Regions from separate parts of the Mus musculus genome. Here regions 1, 2, 4, 5 and 6 are each linked to region 3. A link is a contact called in public HiCAR-type, capture Hi-C and promoter capture Hi-C data. All regions are on one chromosome and are shown on one strand. The core of a region is the stretch at or near the end of the contact, and the rest is flanking DNA. Distances in the headings are between cores, read along the strand shown. Region 1 holds the start of Rab8a (RAB8A, member RAS oncogene family). Region 2 holds the start of Fam32a (family with sequence similarity 32, member A). Region 3 holds the start of Slc27a1 (solute carrier family 27 (fatty acid transporter), member 1). Region 4 holds the start of Isyna1 (myo-inositol 1-phosphate synthase A1). Region 5 holds the start of Il12rb1 (interleukin 12 receptor, beta 1). Region 6 holds the start of Map1s (microtubule-associated protein 1S).

Evidence for each region. HiCAR-type assays count read pairs that join an accessible place to other places. Capture Hi-C pulls out chosen DNA fragments and counts their contacts.
Region 1: a contact with region 3 is called in a capture Hi-C map of embryonic stem cells, with 2.8 times the contacts expected there. The contact joins the promoter of Rab8a here to the promoter of Slc27a1 in region 3. A contact is called at or near these places in 4 of 39 promoter capture datasets (cranial neural crest, embryonic stem cells, maxillary cranial neural crest and 1 more), 2 of 484 Hi-C or Micro-C datasets (both in embryonic stem cells), 6 of 115 datasets of contacts at active chromatin or transcription factors (embryonic stem cells, extraembryonic endoderm stem cells, large pre-B cells and 3 more) and 1 of 9 other capture datasets (embryonic stem cells).
Region 2: a promoter capture Hi-C map of adipose tissue shows a contact between it and region 3. The contact joins the promoter of Fam32a here to the promoter of Slc27a1 in region 3. A contact is called at or near these places in 1 of 39 promoter capture datasets (pre-B cells), 1 of 484 Hi-C or Micro-C datasets (myocytes), 1 of 115 datasets of contacts at active chromatin or transcription factors (large pre-B cells) and 1 of 9 other capture datasets (adipose tissue).
Region 4: a promoter capture Hi-C map of pancreatic islet shows a contact between it and region 3, with 2.4 times the contacts expected there. The contact joins the promoter of Isyna1 here to the promoter of Slc27a1 in region 3. A contact is called at or near these places in 1 of 484 Hi-C or Micro-C datasets (uterus), 1 of 115 datasets of contacts at active chromatin or transcription factors (forebrain) and 1 of 9 other capture datasets (pancreatic islet).
Region 5: a promoter capture Hi-C map of pancreatic islet shows a contact between it and region 3. The contact joins the promoter of Il12rb1 here to the promoter of Slc27a1 in region 3. A contact is called at or near these places in 1 of 39 promoter capture datasets (hippocampal neurons), 1 of 484 Hi-C or Micro-C datasets (cerebral cortex), 4 of 115 datasets of contacts at active chromatin or transcription factors (bone marrow-derived macrophages, pancreatic cancer cells and stem cell-derived neural progenitor cells) and 2 of 9 other capture datasets (embryonic stem cells and pancreatic islet).
Region 6: a contact with region 3 is called in a HiCAR-type map of astrocytes, with 3 times the contacts expected there. The contact joins the promoter of Map1s here to the promoter of Slc27a1 in region 3. A contact is called at or near these places in 5 of 39 promoter capture datasets (cranial neural crest, embryonic stem cells, frontonasal cranial neural crest and 2 more), 2 of 484 Hi-C or Micro-C datasets (CD4 T cells and uterus) and 9 of 115 datasets of contacts at active chromatin or transcription factors (astrocytes, bone marrow-derived macrophages, embryonic stem cells and 5 more).

Annotation. Positions count from the first base shown.
Region 1 is chr8:72,159,945-72,162,644 of GRCm38.p6, reverse strand. Rab8a (RAB8A, member RAS oncogene family) reads right to left here and starts at 1,445. Exons shown (of 8, transcript NM_023126.2): 1 at 1,163-1,445. The coding sequence starts at 1,286.
Region 2 is chr8:72,218,312-72,221,011 of GRCm38.p6, reverse strand. It overlaps Fam32a (family with sequence similarity 32, member A), which reads right to left and starts at 1,267. Exons shown (of 4, transcript NM_026455.5): 1 at 1,152-1,267; 2 at 930-1,071. The coding sequence starts at 1,225.
Region 3 is chr8:71,569,113-71,571,863 of GRCm38.p6, reverse strand. It overlaps Slc27a1 (solute carrier family 27 (fatty acid transporter), member 1), which reads right to left and starts at 1,270. Exons shown (of 12, transcript NM_001357182.1): 1 at 976-1,270. The coding sequence starts at 1,142.
Region 4 is chr8:70,593,134-70,595,916 of GRCm38.p6, reverse strand. It overlaps Isyna1 (myo-inositol 1-phosphate synthase A1), which reads right to left and starts at 1,436. Exons shown (of 11, transcript NM_023627.1): 1 at 1,374-1,436; 2 at 1,169-1,297; 3 at 933-1,094; 4 at 646-778; 5 at 363-556; 6 at 63-212. The coding sequence starts at 1,288.
Region 5 is chr8:70,807,126-70,809,825 of GRCm38.p6, reverse strand. Il12rb1 (interleukin 12 receptor, beta 1) reads right to left here and starts at 1,377. Exons shown (of 16, transcript NM_008353.2): 1 at 1,208-1,377. The coding sequence starts at 1,274.
Region 6 is chr8:70,904,618-70,907,317 of GRCm38.p6, reverse strand. Map1s (microtubule-associated protein 1S) reads right to left here and starts at 1,344. Exons shown (of 7, transcript NM_173013.3): 1 at 1,191-1,344. The coding sequence starts at 1,314.

The sequences.
Region 1 (2,700 bases), core at 196-2,695, 590 kb before region 3:
CAAGGCAGGGTCTCATGCAGCCCAGGCTGGCCTTGAACACTCTATGTAGCCAAGGATGACCCTGAGCACCCGATCTTCCTGCCTCCCTGTCCTTAGTGCTGTCATTACAGGTGTTCACTACCACATCTGGTTTCAGGGTGCTGGAGATGGCACCCAGGGTTCCAACAATGGAACCACATCCTGACTAGGGATAAACCAAGCCTAGTGACTATTCTCTTGTTTCAGGACCATACACCATCCAGGTCACTCTGTTTGGCAGGATTTACTTCCAGGTAACACTCAATGTGAGCCATGACTATTCATGGTAAGGAGCATGGTCAGCACCATTTTTGACGTCAGAACTGGGGCCATCACAAGCCAATTCTGTTCAACTGTGCCGTGAGGCAGCCCTGGGGAAAAGCTGTTCAGGTGGTGTTCTTGGCCCAGTGAAAGGAAGTCAGTCAAGGCTGCACGTAGCCATGGCTGGACTTAGTTTCTTACTGGAACTTTTTCTCTTGTATTCCCACCAGGATGACAGATACTGTCACCATTCCTCAGAGAGAAGGCAGGAGGACTTTGGGTTGGAGTCCTGACTTAGATGTGGATCAGTGGTGCTGGTCCTTTGAAGCTCTGGAACAGCTGAACCTTGAATTTTGGAGTCAGACACACCTGGGTTCAAATCTCATCCCTAATACCTGTAGACTGTGACCTTCAGTGCGTGCCGCACCCTCCCTCAGTTTCAAATTCCTCCTCCAGGGACAAAGCACCCATCACGAGTACACTACAGATTTGATACTGCACATGCCAAGCTTGCCACATAGGAAACTACGAGGTCAGGTGTCACCTCCATGCCTCAGTTTCCACTTTTGGAAGACGGGGGTCTCCCCGGAAGAACAGTGTAGAGGTCTGATGTAAAGACACAGAGAGTTGACAGGCGCCAGGACCCCAGGGCAGGCTCTTCCTCAGACTGCAGCCTGCATGTCCCTGTCTGCACCTTGGTCTCCGGCGCCCGCCAGGGTCCCGGCCTGGACTCCCTGGCGGGAGGTGGAGGCCGCTGCGGTTCTCTGTCCAGCCCCGTGACCCTCCCGGATCCTCGGCCCGAGTGGATCCTGAGTCGATCCCTCAGCCCAGCCCCATAGGGGCGCGTCCAGCCCTGGTCACCGGCCGCCCAAGGCCCCGCTACCTATGGTAGAGATGAATGTGGAGTTGAAGGCGTCCTCGGAGAAGCGGAACAGGACACAGGTCTTCCCTACCCCCGAGTCCCCGATCAGCAGCAGCTTGAACAGGTAATCGTAGGTCTTCGCCATATTACACTCTCTCCCCGACGGGAAGTACGGCCGGCGCCTCGCCACTGGTCGCTGGACCCGTCTATCATCTCAGATCCCGCCCCCTATTGGCCCCCTGCCCGCCGCGCATCATCCAGGCCTACGCCCGCCACCCGGAGCCCCGCCTGTCGCAGAGAGCCCAGGGGAAAAAGGCGAAAGCGGCGCAGAGCCGGAAGCAGCCGACTGCACAGCCCATTGGTTGACGCTTGGTATAGGGAGGTTTGTTATTGGCTAGTGCTGGAGAGTCGAGGGTGAGGGCGTCAAATGACCAGCGATGGGTGTGGTCACATCTTGACCCCGCCTTCCCGTGCGCGCCTTCTCCTCAGCCCTTCAGCGTCCAGGCCCTGCCCCCGACAGGAGGGACCCCAACAATTCCGCGCGCTGGTTGATGAGAGAGTGGGAGGGACGGGCTTGGTGAACAGGCGCAAGCGTACTGGGAAGACGGTTGGCTCTGGCAGAGAGCGCACGCGCGCAGAGAACGCCTCGTGTTTCCCGCCTTCTCTGCCTGCGCAGCAGCAGCCGTAGCCGCAGCCGGCGCTGAGGCGAAGCGCAGGAAGTACCTGTGGTAATGCTTCTGAGGAGGATTTTCGGCGGTGCAAAAGTGGCGCGGGTTAAGATGTGCTGCAGACTCGCTCCTCGGCCTTGGCGCCCACCATTGGACTTACTTAGGTGCTGTACAGGCAAGCCGGCCATTGCCGTGAGCGATCCCAGGGCTTCAGCGCCGGTAGGGCTATGTTATCATTTCCAAGTAATGGCAGCGTTTTTTGTTTTGTTTTGTTTTGTTTTCTTTTCTGTGCTTGCGGGTGCTATCTATACTTAAAAATAAGTCAAGGTCCTTCACCCCACACCAGCCCGGCTTGGTAGGTAATCTTTTCCTCGTTTTATGGTAAGTATACTGAAGACAGGTGAAGTGACTTTCCTAGGTTTCAGAGTAGCATTTTTTTTTCCCTTCTGTTTTTTAATATGTTGAGGTGTAGTCCCGGAGTAACGGGAGAACAGTGACAAAATAAAATAAAGCCACATTAAGATAAACATCTGAGGGCTGGAGAGATGGCTCAGCGGTTAAGACTACTCTTCCAGAGGCCTTGAGTTCAATACCCAGCAACCACATGGTGCCTCATAACCATCTGTAATGGAATCCAGTGCCCCCTTTTGGTGTGTCTGAAGACAACTACAGTGTACTCAAATCTTAAAAAGAAAAAAGGAGTGGGGGGGGGTGGATAGATGGCTCAGTGTTTAAGAGCACTTACTGATCTTCCAGAGGTCCTGAATTACATGGTGGCTCACAATCATCAGTAATGAGATCTGATGCCCTCTTCTGGGGTGTCTAAAGACAGCTACAGTGTACTTACATATAATAAATAAATTAAAAAAAAAAAGATCTGAGTTGCTGACT
Region 2 (2,700 bases), core at 18-2,517, 650 kb before region 3:
GGTCCTGAGTTCAAGTCCCAGCCCACATGGTGGCTCACAACCATCTATAATGAGGCCTGGTGCCCTCTTCTGGTTTGCAGGCATATATGCAGGCAGAACACTGCATACATAATAAATAAAGTCTTCCACTCAGGACCAGAGCTACCAACGACAGCAGGAAGGGGTGGCAGACCCTAGGGGACTCTAGTTTGTATCAAGTTGTCCAATTAGGGTGCCCAGAAGGGCCACAAGACCGTAGCCAGCCAGCCCATGTCGTTATTCAATTGCAGAGGCAAAAAAACAAAACAAAACACTCCACTGAAGTACAGGCTATACCAGACCAGAGAACACAATTGGCTGGGAGACAGCAAGGTGACCCACACATCCCAGAAACTCTGTGGGAGTTCCAATACATAATTGATGCCCTTTGTTAGATGGAGAAGGTGCCTTCCTGGGTTTTCTCAACAGGGATATCACATTGTAACACTGCATCCTAGAAGTTCAAGTCTACAGAGATAGTGCCAGGACAACCAAGGCTACATAAAGAAACCTGTCTCAAAGCAAACTAAACAAACAAACAAACACCCAAAATAACTAGTATGGCCTTGTGGGCCATGCTAGCCTCTCCAGGAACTAAAAAGCTGAGGCAGTAGTTCAGGGCCAACTGCAGCCTACATAGAGAGTTACAGAAGAGCCTGGGTTCCATCCACACACACACACAACCTTCAAATAACAAAAGTACATTTGAAGCTAGGAAAGCGAGTTGTCATGGAAACAGACTTTGTGGTAACTTAAGAACAATGAACTTGGCTAGCATTAAGAGCTGATGACATCTGTCTTCCCAGTTCACAAGAAGACCACTTTAGGCAGGGCTACCAGGCTACCAGGAGTTGGGAGAAGGCCTGGGCTACACGGGCAGTTGGAGCCGGCCTGTTCTGCCCCTGCCTCACCCGCTTCTCCTGCATCTTTTCGAAGGCTGCCTGCGCCGGCGTGCGCTTGTCCAGGCAGCGCCTTTTCTCCTCCTCGCTCTTCTTGCTCGTCCCCATGGCCTCCAGCATCTTGGCCTTGTCTTTGTCTTTCTTCTTCTTCTTCCTGAGAGAGAGGGGGACGGTAAGAGGGGCCGGAGCTGGGGGTCGGCCCTCAGGGACAGACCGCGGGCTCCCGGGCCTCACCGCTTTGTCACGCCGAGCTCTGCCACGCCTTTCAGCTTCAGGGGGCCCTTCTGGACTTGCTCGTAGGCCTCCATAGCGCTCGCAAGCCGTGCCCCGGGAACTCCGCCACACTTCCTGTTTGCATACAGTACTTCCGGCCGAAACCCTCCTCGCTTCCTTCTGATTGGTCAGCTAGGACGCACGCGTCCTCAGGGTTCAGAGTAAGTGCACACTTCCGGTCTCGGGTAGTCTTGGCAACTGTCCAACAACATAGCTCGCCTAAAGACACACTTCGTATTTGGGCGTCCATTTCTGACTTTATGGGCATCCACTTTTGCTTTGTGGCATTATTTACTTAATTACTTTTTTTCCAATTTAGAAAATTACAATTACCCAGAACTCCAGAGACAGAGACAGGAGGATCTCTGGATCTCTGGATTCAGCGTGTTTTATGTAGTGACTTCAGGTCAGCCAGAACTAAAGACTGTGTCTCGAAATAAGTAATAAGAAAGAATAAATCTGGGGCTGGTGAGATGGCTCAGTGGGTAAGAGCACCCGACTGCTCTTCCGAAGGTCCAGAGTTCAAATCCCAGCAACCACATGGTGGCTCACAACCATCCGTAACAAGATCTGACTCCCTCTTCTGGTGTGTCTGAAGACAGCTACAATGTACTTACATATAATAATAAATAAATCTTAAAAAAAAAAAGAAAGAATAAATCTTTAAAATTACATTAAAAGTTAGTTACCTGTATACGTGTATGTGAGTGTGTGTACACACGTGCCAGAGCACACGTGGAGTACAGAGGACACTTTGCAGTACTCTCAGGCCTTATGCTGTGGGTTCCTGGGAATCAGACTGATGTGGTCATATTTATAGACGAAGATCCTTTGTCTGCTGAGTCATCTCAATGGTCACAATTATTTTTCTGTGAGTTTGAGGGCAGAAGTGTCATGACACTAAATGAGTCTGATAAACGTGGAATTTGCTGTGTAGACTGCTCTGACCTCTAGCTTGCTGCAGTTCTGACTGAGCATGCAGAAAACTGGAACTGCAGGTGTGTGCCACTGCCCTAGCTTGTCTTGTTGATGTTTTATAGAGGACAGGCTTGCTATGTAGCAGATGATTAAACTGTCTTTTTGGTTGTTTGTTTGTTTTGAGACAGGGTCTCACTGTGTAGCCTTGGCTGTCCTTGTACTCCTTATGTAGGCTATGCTGTTGTGAATTCAGGGATATCCACCTGCCTCTGCCTCCCAAGGGCTGAGTTTAAAGGTGCGTGCCACCATGCCCAGCAACCTTACTTCCCAACTACTGGGATCACAGATGTGCTGGGATTTTTTTTTTTCTATAGCAATTTTGGGGAGTGGGGAGGTTACATTTATTTATTTGTGTGCTGTGTAGAGCAAGTAGAGGTCAGAGCACAACTGTGGGAGCTGCTTTGCTCCTTCCACTGTGTGTCCAGGGAATCAGGCCCCTACTGCTGTTCTGTGAGAGGCTCTCTCTGTGTGCGAGGCTCTCCTTACACAGCCCCGAAGCTTGTGACTCCCTTAGTTCTGGATGTTAAGCCTG
Region 3 (2,751 bases), core at 21-2,520:
CAGCCTGGGCTACATGAGAGCCCATTTCCCAAAACAAGACCTGGAGTCCTTGGGAGCGACTGTCACTCCTCACAGTGTCATCTCTGACCACATGACTAATTTGCTTCAAATGAAGTTTCTTTGCTTCTTTAGGAGAAGAAAAAACAGAAAGAAAGAGAGAAAGAAAGAGAGAAAGGAAGAAAGAAAGTCAATCCAGGAAGCAAAGGCAGGTGAGAACCACTAAAAAAAAGAAAAGAAAAAAAGAAAGAAAAAAAGAAAGCTCAGAGCCAGTAAGTCTGTGACCCCCCATTCCACACCATTCTGCTCTGCCCCCACCCCCATAAACCTGTTTCCTCACTCTTAACGATGCCCAGTCTGCCTCCCTGAAGATCTGTGAAGGCACCCAGATGGTCCCACAAGGGTTGACCTGAGACTTTGAATTCCATCAACACTAAGGTTACCCCAGAAGCCTCCATGTTCCCTGCACACCCTGACTCCTCAGAGACGCTGTGCATACACTGTGCATACATAGAGACCGTCCCACCGACCCTGAATAATAGTCAAAGTTCCACACTCACATGTTATCTGAGGGGCCAACACTACAGATTCTTTAGACACCCTAGTCCTGTAGATTCCGCAAGATGCTCCTTCACCCCAAACCTGTTCATTCCAAGAATCTGGACAGTGGGTCACCCCACTAATCCCACAGAAGCCTCTCACAGTCTACACCACGCCACCGGAACCCCTAGTACTCTCAATACCCACCAGCTACCCACTCTAACGGTGGCAAACGACCACCCTAACAATTCCCCCCAGAGTTCTGTCTTCTGCAGGACCCTGCAGAGCCCTCCAGTCAGTCATTCCACCTTCTGGCCCCAGCCCAGACAATAAAACCAAATTCAGGCCATAAGGGGACCCTCACACCACCCTGCAAGACTCTAGCTCGCCCGAGGGCCATGCATCCACGACCCCTAAATTTCAACTCCATCTACTTACAAGAGGTCTCGCCTCGCCGTCTTGCAGACGATACGCAGAAAGCGCCAGCCGCCGCCACCCACGTACACACAGAACGCCGCCGCCGCGCTCCAGGTCCACGGAAGTCCCAGAAACCAAAGCAGCGCCAGTGAGGCCACAGAGGCTGTTCCTGCTCCAGGAGCCCGCATCCTGCGGAGCACACAGCTGAGACCGCAGGTACCGCCTCCCACCTAGTCCTGATCCCGCCCAGGTCACGTCACAGACCCTGGCCGCGTTCTTTTTCCACACTGTAGCCTAAACCCAAACGCTTTTACTACAAGCCTGGCCCCGCCCCCAGCGTGTACCTTAGTATCAGGTCCCGCCCCGCCGCCGCTGAGCTAAGCACCAAGAAAGCCAAATCCAACCAGTTTACTTAACATTGACCGCCTCAAGGCCTGGGATTGGCTACTTCCATATCAATCTTTATCCTCCGCCCATCAAAGCCAGACCTCCCCCCTTCCCCAAGCACTGACCACGTGGCTAGACACCCCCACGGTCAAGCTCCACCCTTGAGCTTCAGCCCTCCAAGCCTGGGGTCGCCTAGTAACCCGCACACACCTAGGCCCTTCGCAGCCAATGGTCCAGGCCATGCCCTAATGTCGCCTCATCCCTCCTCTGTGTCTCAAAATTCACTTGTTATCCTCATGCTTATCCGGCCTCAGAGGCTGGGTGTTCCTACAAGGACAGCCTCCATCATCCCCCTCATCATTAGGCCACGCCCCAACTGAGGCCTCTTTCTCCGCCCACATTGGGAGCCTCAAATCAAAGTCCGGCAACCTGATCGAGGCTCCTCCTCCAGATGAAGGCCTGTGACCCCACCCCCCTAGCTCACAGGTGATCACTCTACCCTCAAATCCCTCCCTACAGGTGAAGCCTTTGACCCCGCCCTCAGCAGTCCCAACATTCCGCCCCCATCCGCACCTCCGCACTGACCCGGGCTACGCGCCAGGTGATGCCTATGGCTCCGCCCACAGGCGCGGGCCCGCCCACAGTCCCGAGACTATCTGGCATTCGGGACCCAGATTCTACCTGAGCCTCCCGCGTTGCCTCCAGGCTTCGACAGTCACTGTTCACAGAGAGGCCCGGTCCGTGCGGCCCACCTAGTCCCGCCCCAAACCTTCCAATCCGCGGCCAAAAGCTCTCAGCCCCTCAACCCGGCTCCGCACCGGCCGACCCCCTTCCGGAAGGCTTAGGCCATCGAGAAGAACCGCGGGCCAGAGAGCCCGCAACCCAACGAGACTCTCAAGCTAGAGCGGCTAGCCCAGGGTACCTACGAGTCTCCACGGCAACCAAGCGGTGAAAACAAGCAGGTGCTGAAGGCGGGGCTATGGCTCCAGGGGTGTGGCTCCGTCCCGCTAAATCCCAGAAAGTCTGCAAGATCCCCATCCCTGCGCCCATGACCCACTCCCGCCCAGCGCCTGCCTGTGCTGGAGCTTGCCTGATCCAGCTTGTCCTAGATCCAAGCCCCGAGGCTTCTCAGCATTCCAGACTCCGAGAAAGTCGAAATTCACACCCGGGGGTGGAGAGAGCTGCAAAGGCAGCTCTTTGAGATAAGGAGCCCCCAAATCCCAATTCTACCTCCCAAACCTTAACAAGTCACATCCCATTACCCCAGGGCTCACATCAGCTCCCATCCTCCCTCGACATGACCCTTTCTTGCACGCCAGGAGCACCCCCAAGAGACCGTAATGCACCCCAGAATCTCTTGTTGCTCCCCAAAGGCAAGAGCCCCCTCAAGCCATGTTAGCATTCCAGAAT
Region 4 (2,783 bases), core at 187-2,686, 980 kb after region 3:
TCTGGACCCAAGGATTCCTCTGGACCGGCACTGATCCCCAGGAATCTTGGGCAAACGCACACCTGGATAGTATGTAGCAAGTTTTCTGCTGTGTCATTGCGACCTGGGACCACCTCGCAGAAGCGCTCCGTATTGGCGGTCCACAGCACGATGACCTTATCCAATCCCGCACTGGATCGGAAATCTCTAATGTCCTTTCGGATTTGCTCCAACTGGGAAAGGAAGGAGGAAGATTAGGTGGAGGTTGTCTTAAGTTGTCCGGAGGCTTGGGCCCCGGGGTATAGGAATTATTGCCAAAGGGAGAGACCATGTGGCCATGTAACAGGTGACAGTAAGGCCTGGGAGTGGGTCGAGGACCCCACCTGTTGGGCACGTGTGCCAGGGATGAGGTTGTCCGCACGTGCTGTCTGGTTGGCAGCGATGAACTCAGGAATGTAGACTGAGGGCCGCGGACGCAGGCTCTCCATGTGGGGCCACAGCTGTTCCTGCAGACCGCAGTCCAGGACCTGCGCGCGCCGCATGGCCTCGGCCAGGTTCAGCGACGAGATATCCCAGCCTGGGTTGCGGGGACCCTTAACACAGGACCCATCCCGTACCCTGGGCCCTCCCACACTTAACCCCATCCCGTCCCGAGGCTTTGCCCACCATCAAACACCAGGTCGTTGGGGGCCACCATGGGTAGCAGCGCACTGAAGGGCACAAACACCTCCCGGCCGTTCTCATCCAGACCCAAGTTCACGGTGCCCGCCTGGGTCAACGATCCATAATAGTTTGCCTCCTGGGAAGGGAGGGGGTGCGGCAAGCAGAGCAGGGTGTTGAGGGGCTGAGGGGTCCGGCTTGCTGAGACGCGCTAGTCCAACAAGCCACGCCCCTCCCCCAGTTCTGCTCGCCACACCCCCACCCCGTATTCTCCTAGTAGCCACGGCCCCCACCTTGCGACCTGTGCGCGTGGGCCAGGTTAGGCGCAGCCGATTGGCCAGAACAGCAGCAGTGAGCGTGGAGCCGTTGTTCCCGCCCCAGCCGACCAACATGACCCCGAGTCGGGGCACCTGCCGGGCGGTGCGGAAGGTGAAACGCGTAGCCCTGGGCTGCACCTAAGGAAGAGTTGGGAGTGAGTCGCGGGACCTCGGGTTCCCAGTGTCCTCCGCCGCCCGCGCCCCGCGCGCACCCGCAGCACGCCGCCCTCGCGGCTGACGCGCGTTGTCCGGTACTCGTAGCGCGCCTCGATGGTTTCGGGGCTGTAGACCACGTCCGGGCTATCCACGAGGATCTCGGCGGCGGGCTCCATCGTGGCGAGCTGTGGGCCAGAGCCAGTGAGCGCGGAATCACCACCCGAGAGCCAACCTTACGGCCTAGGATAGGTTCGTACTTACCGGCCCAGAGTTGGATCAGACTGCGGCAGCGGACAGCGTGGGCCCGAGGGCTCTGGGGCAGCGAAGAAAAACGCCGATGCCACGCCTCGACCACGCCCCTGATGGGCGTGACTTGCGACCAGGGTTCTGGGTGCTCTAAACCCAGGTAGCCGGAAGGAGTCTCAGGCGCGAGCGTCTTGCGCGTTACCTCGCTGCGCACCCTTGTACCACCAGGCAGCCAATGAGCGATGGCCACCGACAGGGAGGTGGGGCATGTCTGGTCGAGGGGCTTTTTGGGGGGGGGGGGGGTCTCAGAGCTGCTCGGCTGTCTGTCCCGCCCTCTCCCAGTCCTCCAGCTGCGATCACTGGCCTGATGGCCCTGCCCAGAGGAGGAGACAGAATGGGCAGGTCTACGCGGCCTCCCCCTGGGTAGGCACAGTGATAAGGAACATGGGAACTCGGCAGGCAGGCGGGGGAGGTGCCCCCAGAACTTTCCAAAACAAGTGGCCTCCTCCTAGCGGAAACTTTCCACAGCTGGAGCTGTGCCAAAAAGGTGGATTGTCCGAAATGTCTGCACGAAAATAAGAGGGGGCCCGCTCTGTGGGTGTCAAGACTTTATTTGCCGTTGCTAACACGAACCAGCCCAACTGAACTCATCCCGGTGAAGAGACTCAGGCAGGGTTCCCAGAGGAGGGGACTGTTGGGGATCGTTTTGATGTATGAAGGGGAGATTGTCATGGGAGAACTACAGGCGGAACCCGCTACACCCCCTAAAGTAAAGCTCCGGGGAGGGTCTCAGATGCAAGGGCTGAGGAGCACCATGGGGAAATGGGTTGTGCTTTAGATTGCTGCCCACTTTCTGTCCTCTTGTGGTGTGCCACAGTAGAAATGGCAGATTGTTTATCTCTTTTAGGTAATGAAACTGTCTGGTGGCCAATATCGGTCATCTCAGCATTTGGGAGGTTGAGGCAGAAAGACTGCACTGGGACATTCATTTTGCAAGGGGCTCGGGGCTGGGAGCAAGGCCGAGTCCCCAAAAGGGCCCTTCCCGGGAGGACATCCTTGACCAGGGTGGGGTTGGGGTCGCTGTAGCAGACTGCTCTGGTTGGGAGGTGCGTGGGGACAAGGGTTAGCCCTGGGCTCTGGGAAGGCGATGGAAGAGCATGGTCAAGCTGTTCCTAGGTAGTGAGTACACAGCGGCCCACAGGGTGCCTGACTCTCCTTCCACCCCCTCAGCTGCCTCAGAACTGTCAGAAGTCTGGCCAAGGCCTCAAGGGAGTCCTACTGACCCCAGCCCTCCCTCACAGGCTGCCTTTGACTTTTCCCTTTGAAAACAAACATGCTGCCTCTGACGCATGCCCAGCCTGTGCTTTCTGCTTGGAGCCAGGGGCTGATGGTGGCCATGCTCGGCCTCCATGGCCTCAGATGCTA
Region 5 (2,700 bases), core at 128-2,627, 760 kb after region 3:
AGACAAGCGTGAGTCCTGTGAGCCTGGGAGAGCACAGGAGCGAACATCAGCTTGCCCACCCCCGAGTCCGTCTGTGTCTGTTTGCTATCAGCACAGCAGCCTGCAGACCCACACATCCCTCGCCCACACCCCTACCAACCCACCCAATTCACCCACCCCACACCCCAAAAATCCACCCACCCACTCAAACGCTCATTCTCACCCAACCTGTCTACCCACCCATTGTCCATCAGTCCGTCCTCTCTCAGCCGTCATCCCTCCCCCAGGTGGCCCATGGGTCCCTCTGTGACTGCCAAGGGCACACACAGGAAGGGGGGTGGGGCAGCACATTTGCCCTAGAAAAGCAAGCTGCTGAGGAGGGTAACAGCCCCACAAGTGCACGATCCTGGTAGTCAGGGGCAATAACAGTCCCCGGGGGATGGTGATGTCCTGTGGGGATTCCACTGAGGTGTTCCAGCACCAGGGTCTCCCTAGAAGCCTATGTAGACACAGAGTGTAGACACACCAGGCAAGGACGCCAGCCTAACTGGAAGCATGTCAAGATTGTCCGGTGAAATTGGCCTTTTGGATTCTAAGGTGAGGGTCTTCTTCCCTCCCCTGGTGACCCCAGCCCTGCAGCCTGAAGTCATGCTTCCCTCTCTGCCGCCTCAGGTTCTAGGATGGTAGCCCTCTGTAGGAGGGGCCCTTGCCTCTTGCTATGAGTAGCACATGGTATCCTCCAAAGGCCTGCAGCTCTTTTGCTGGGGCAATCCTGACTGCTATCCCTGGAGCCAACAAGCTACAGATGCCTGGCCTACAGAGGAATAGAGAGGCATAGAGAGGCATAGAATTTGCCCAGAGTCACACAGCAGCCATGACTGAGGTGGATCCACGGGGCCCCGGCCCTTCTCAGCCTGGTCCAGGCGTTGTCCTGATAGGCACGGCCTGTGCATATCCCATGTATGAGAGTCTATGGCAAGCTGTGTGCAGAACATGCAATCTTCCATGTGTCTGCCATCCCTTGAGCTTTTCTTGTTTAAGAAGATGGGAGATTGGAATGGGTCAGACTCCTCTGAGAGGGGAAACTCAAACCCGGACTTAAGTTAGATCCAAGGCCACAAGGACAAAGAGGAAGACGGCCTCAGAAACCACCAGGCCATGGAGCCTGTAGGCTGCCAGGGACCCCTCCCTACCCAGGAGAGTGGTGCAAGGATTGGTGGGGACTCACCGCCTAGCTGGCAAAGCAGGAGGAAGGTGATGTGTTTGCTGGTCCCTGCCAGCCCCATCATGTCCATGAGGAGCCGAGTCGTGAGGCCCCAGGAACTTCTGCAGGGCTGAAGGGGCCCAGCCGCCTTGTCCACGCTCAGAAACACACTGACACTGAGAGAGAAAGAAAGTGAAGAGGGGGAGAAGAAAAGAAAGAAAAACTCATTGTCTCCAGGCCAGTCAAAGTGAAAGCAAAAGCCAGGAAGTCAGCCCAAAGGTGGGGGCCCCTCTGCACTACAAACCCACCTTGGGGTGAGTAAGCCTAGAAATCTCTTGGAGGGTTTTTTTTGGGGGGTGGGTGGGGGGTGGGGACAGGGTTTCCTGTAGCTCAGGATGAACTTAAATTTACTCTGTGGCTGAGGCTGGCCTTGAACTCCTGCCCTCACATCCCTAGTGCTGAGATGACAGGTGTGTATCACACCTCTCCTGATCCAACGGGGACTGGGGATGGAGCCCAGAGCTTCCTGCATGCTGTGCAGATAGATGCTCTAGAAACTGAGCCCCCACCTGCAGGTTGCATTTTAAAGTCCATTTTCTAGTACAGGGAGGTTGAGATAAGGGATGGCCATGATTTTTGTGGGCAGCCTGTACTATATAGACAAAAGGAAGAAAGAAGGGAAGAAAGAAAGAGAGAGAAAGAAAAAATTAAGTGGTATGACCGTTCTTTAAACATGTCATCAGGGGAGGAGAGAAAAAAAAAGATGTTATCAAAGCACGGTGGTGATGGTCCACACCTTTAATCTCAGCACTCAGGAGGCAGAGGCAGACAGATCTCTTGAGTTTGAAGCCAACCTGGTCTACAGAGTGAATTCCAGGACAGCCAGGGCTACACAGAGAAACCCTGTCTCAAATTAAAAGTTCCAGGGCTCACACAGATGATAATCTTTTGTGGGTTGGGCATAAGGGGAAACTGAGGCCTATACAGATGAGTTCATGGTGCTCTTTTGGGGGGAGGGCAGCTTGGAGCAGGGGCTATGTTCTCAGGACAGCTGGCTCAGCCTGGCCCAGGGTCAAGTGTCCTGAAGGCTATGAGGTCAGCAGCTCTGGGACAATGAGGCTGTGTCTCTGCCCTGGCACACTCCACCCGTGTGACCCACACAGACTGGCTCCCTGGTGCTCACAGGGAGGGACCAGGGGCTGGGGGAGGGATGGAGTCAGGGAGATGGAATAGACACACAGGGAAAGCCAGGTGCAGTAACACAAACCTGCCATCCAAGCACTTACCTGGAAGGCTGAGGCAGGGGTACTGCTGTGAGTTCTAGGCCATTCAGAACATTCTAGGTCGTGGAAGAGTATAGCATGAGTTTGACCTGCACCCTGCCCCCACCATTGTCTTAAAATGGCCTGCTCTCAGAAAGACTGCTATGGCTGACTCCACATCACAGATAAAGAAACTGAGTCCAGGGGCCCCAGTTGGAGGCAAAGAGATGGAGTGATTCAGCATCACGGGGGCCA
Region 6 (2,700 bases), core at 95-2,594, 660 kb after region 3:
AATCACTGAGCCACCTCTCCAGCCTCATAAAGTTATTTTTGTTGCTCCTTGATAACTAATTTTACTAGTTACAAACTGTAAATATCTGATATGCAGCCCCTCTCCAGAAGGGTCATGAATCACCGGCTGAGAACTCCTGCTCTAGGCAACTCCTGCTCTAGGCCTTCAGCATCCTCAAGTACCCTGACACCATGGAAGTCTTGCTTGCTTTGAGTCCTCTTCCCCAGCACATCAGCACTTCTCAGAAGACAAGGGACACTGCCTGTCGTTCAGCCCAGCCTGTATGCTGAGGCTGTCCCACTTAGGCCCAAGGACCATGCACCTCGATGGGCATTCTACATTGTTCTGGGGATTTGATTTTTTTTTGAGACATGGTCTCACGTAGTCCATGCTGAATACAACTGCTCTATGAAGTTAAGGACAAGCCCTTTATCTGATGTGCATCTCAAAGGTGCTGAGATGACAAGTGAAGAATGCTGGGGATGAAGCCCATGATCAAGCACTCCAGGCAACTTTAGATCTATCGACTGAATCCCAGCACTTATTTTGAATAGGTTGTCTTGTAGCCCAGACTGGCCTGGAACTTGCAGTGCTCCTCTGGCCTCAGCTCACGACTGCAGGGGTAACAGGCATAGGCATCGCATTCGCTACCCCATTGCAGAGGATGCTGCTGCGCTCGATGCCCCAGTGTGGCAGGTGCGCCTGAGTCAGCTCCCCTCGTGCCAAGCATCCCCGGGGCGGCCGCGCCACCCACGCACCAATTAGCACCCCCGGAAAGCAGGCCCCCGGGCGCCGGGGGAACTTGCCAGCCAGGCGAAGGGAGGGGCCGTGGGAGTGAGGCCGCACACCGCCAGAACCCCGAAGTCGGGGACGCAGCGCCCACCCGGCCGCAGGCCGCTCCCCGAACCCTGTATCCCCGGAATGTGACGCCACATCTAACGTGCCCCACGCGGATCCCAGCCTGCCGCGCCCCACCCAGACCCAGTAACCCGTGTGGCAGAGTTTTGTCCAGGCCGCCGCTAGGCACGTGCGCAACCCTATGCCCGTCTGGATCGTAGGCCACGCCCGGAACGTTGCGTCCAGGGACCCCGCACCCCACCCGGACCCCGGCCCGCCGCGCGCCGGAACCCCCAGCCCCGGACGCCCCGCCCCGCCCCGCTGCCACCGCCCCAAGTCCCCACGGACCCGACCTCGTTCCAACTCCTCCATGACGTAGGCCAGCAGCCCGGGGCAGCCACACTCGCCACCCACCACCAGCAACAGTAGGGAGCTGGGCGCCTCCACAGCCTCCGGCGCCGCCATCACTGCCGCCATCTTCGCACCGCCCCGACGCTCTGAGCGCCCCGCCCCGCTGGCCACGCCCCTTCAGGGAGCTTACCGGAAGCACCGGAGACCCCGGCCGGAAGCGCCCCCTCCTCTCCACCCCTCTGTCAATGCCCGCTAGGCTTTGGGAGCCCGAAGAGGACTGAGACTGGCTGTGTACTAAGATACCGTTATCCCTCCCAAATTTCATCCATTCATTTTTCATTCATTCCCTCATTCATTCTCCCGCTAAGCAACGCTTAGAATCTCTGTCCCCCGAAAACTCATTCCATCACAGGGGTTCTGCACAGAACCAGAGTCGGCTAGGTCCTGCGAGCTTCCTGAGTTAGAACCTGGACAGAAGAGAGCTTGGGGATGTGTAGCTGCTTGCTAGGTGTGTGTGCTGGGCCGGGTCATTTTGGAAGAAAGGACATTTTGGAGGGGTAAAGTCACCAAGCCTATCTGACACCAAGTCAGGTTGTCTCTAGATGACCCTGGGACTGTGATCTTCCTGCCTCCACAGCTTCCCACACGTTGGGACAGTAGACAGCTTGGGATTCACTAGGGCTATGTGTGATGGAGACTGCTTATGTGGCTCCCACTCAGACCTGGAACATTTTCACCCCAAACTTGCATCTTGGTTTATTTGTTTTTCGAAACAGGGTCTTTCTGTGTAGCCCTGGCTGTCTCGGAACTTGCTCTCTAGATCAGGCTGGCCTCAAATTCACAGAGATCTGCCTGCTTCTGCCTCCTGAGTGCTGAATTCAAAGGTGTGCTCCACCACCACCCAGTCCAATCTTACTTCTTTTTTGGCCATTCCATGTTAAGTATTTGAAATGCTGTTCACCCCAAGAAGGACCAGCTGGCTCCCCTCAAGAGTGAGCCTTCTGTCTCTGGAGTAAACAACTAAGCCCAGCCAGGTGCTTCCATTCACAGTCAACCTCCACTACCTAACAAATATGAGTCCAGCCTAGGCTACATCAAGTCATATATCAAAAAGAAACAACAATTTAAAAAGACAAAGATTCATGCCTTTAACCTCATCATCTCTCTAGAGACAGAGGCAAGAGGATCTTTGTGAGTTCAAGGCCAACACTGGTGTACACAGTGTTGACAAGACAGACAGACAGACTTTTAAAATAAATGAAAAACAAGCAAAGGCAATTCAGGACTGGTGTGATGCATCAGGAACCCAAATCAAGCCTGCTGCTGACAGACGTTCTGTAAAGGACTTCCCCAAGCCAACTTCCTCCATCAGTCCGTAGCATCAGCCAAGTCCTCAAGCCATGGTCTGAGCTTCCTGGATACTCTTTTGGCGCCAATATCCTTCCTGAATCCTGACTCCTCCCCCTTAACTGGTCAGCCTGCAGAAGTTGATGGCTTGTGATTTCCTCTGTT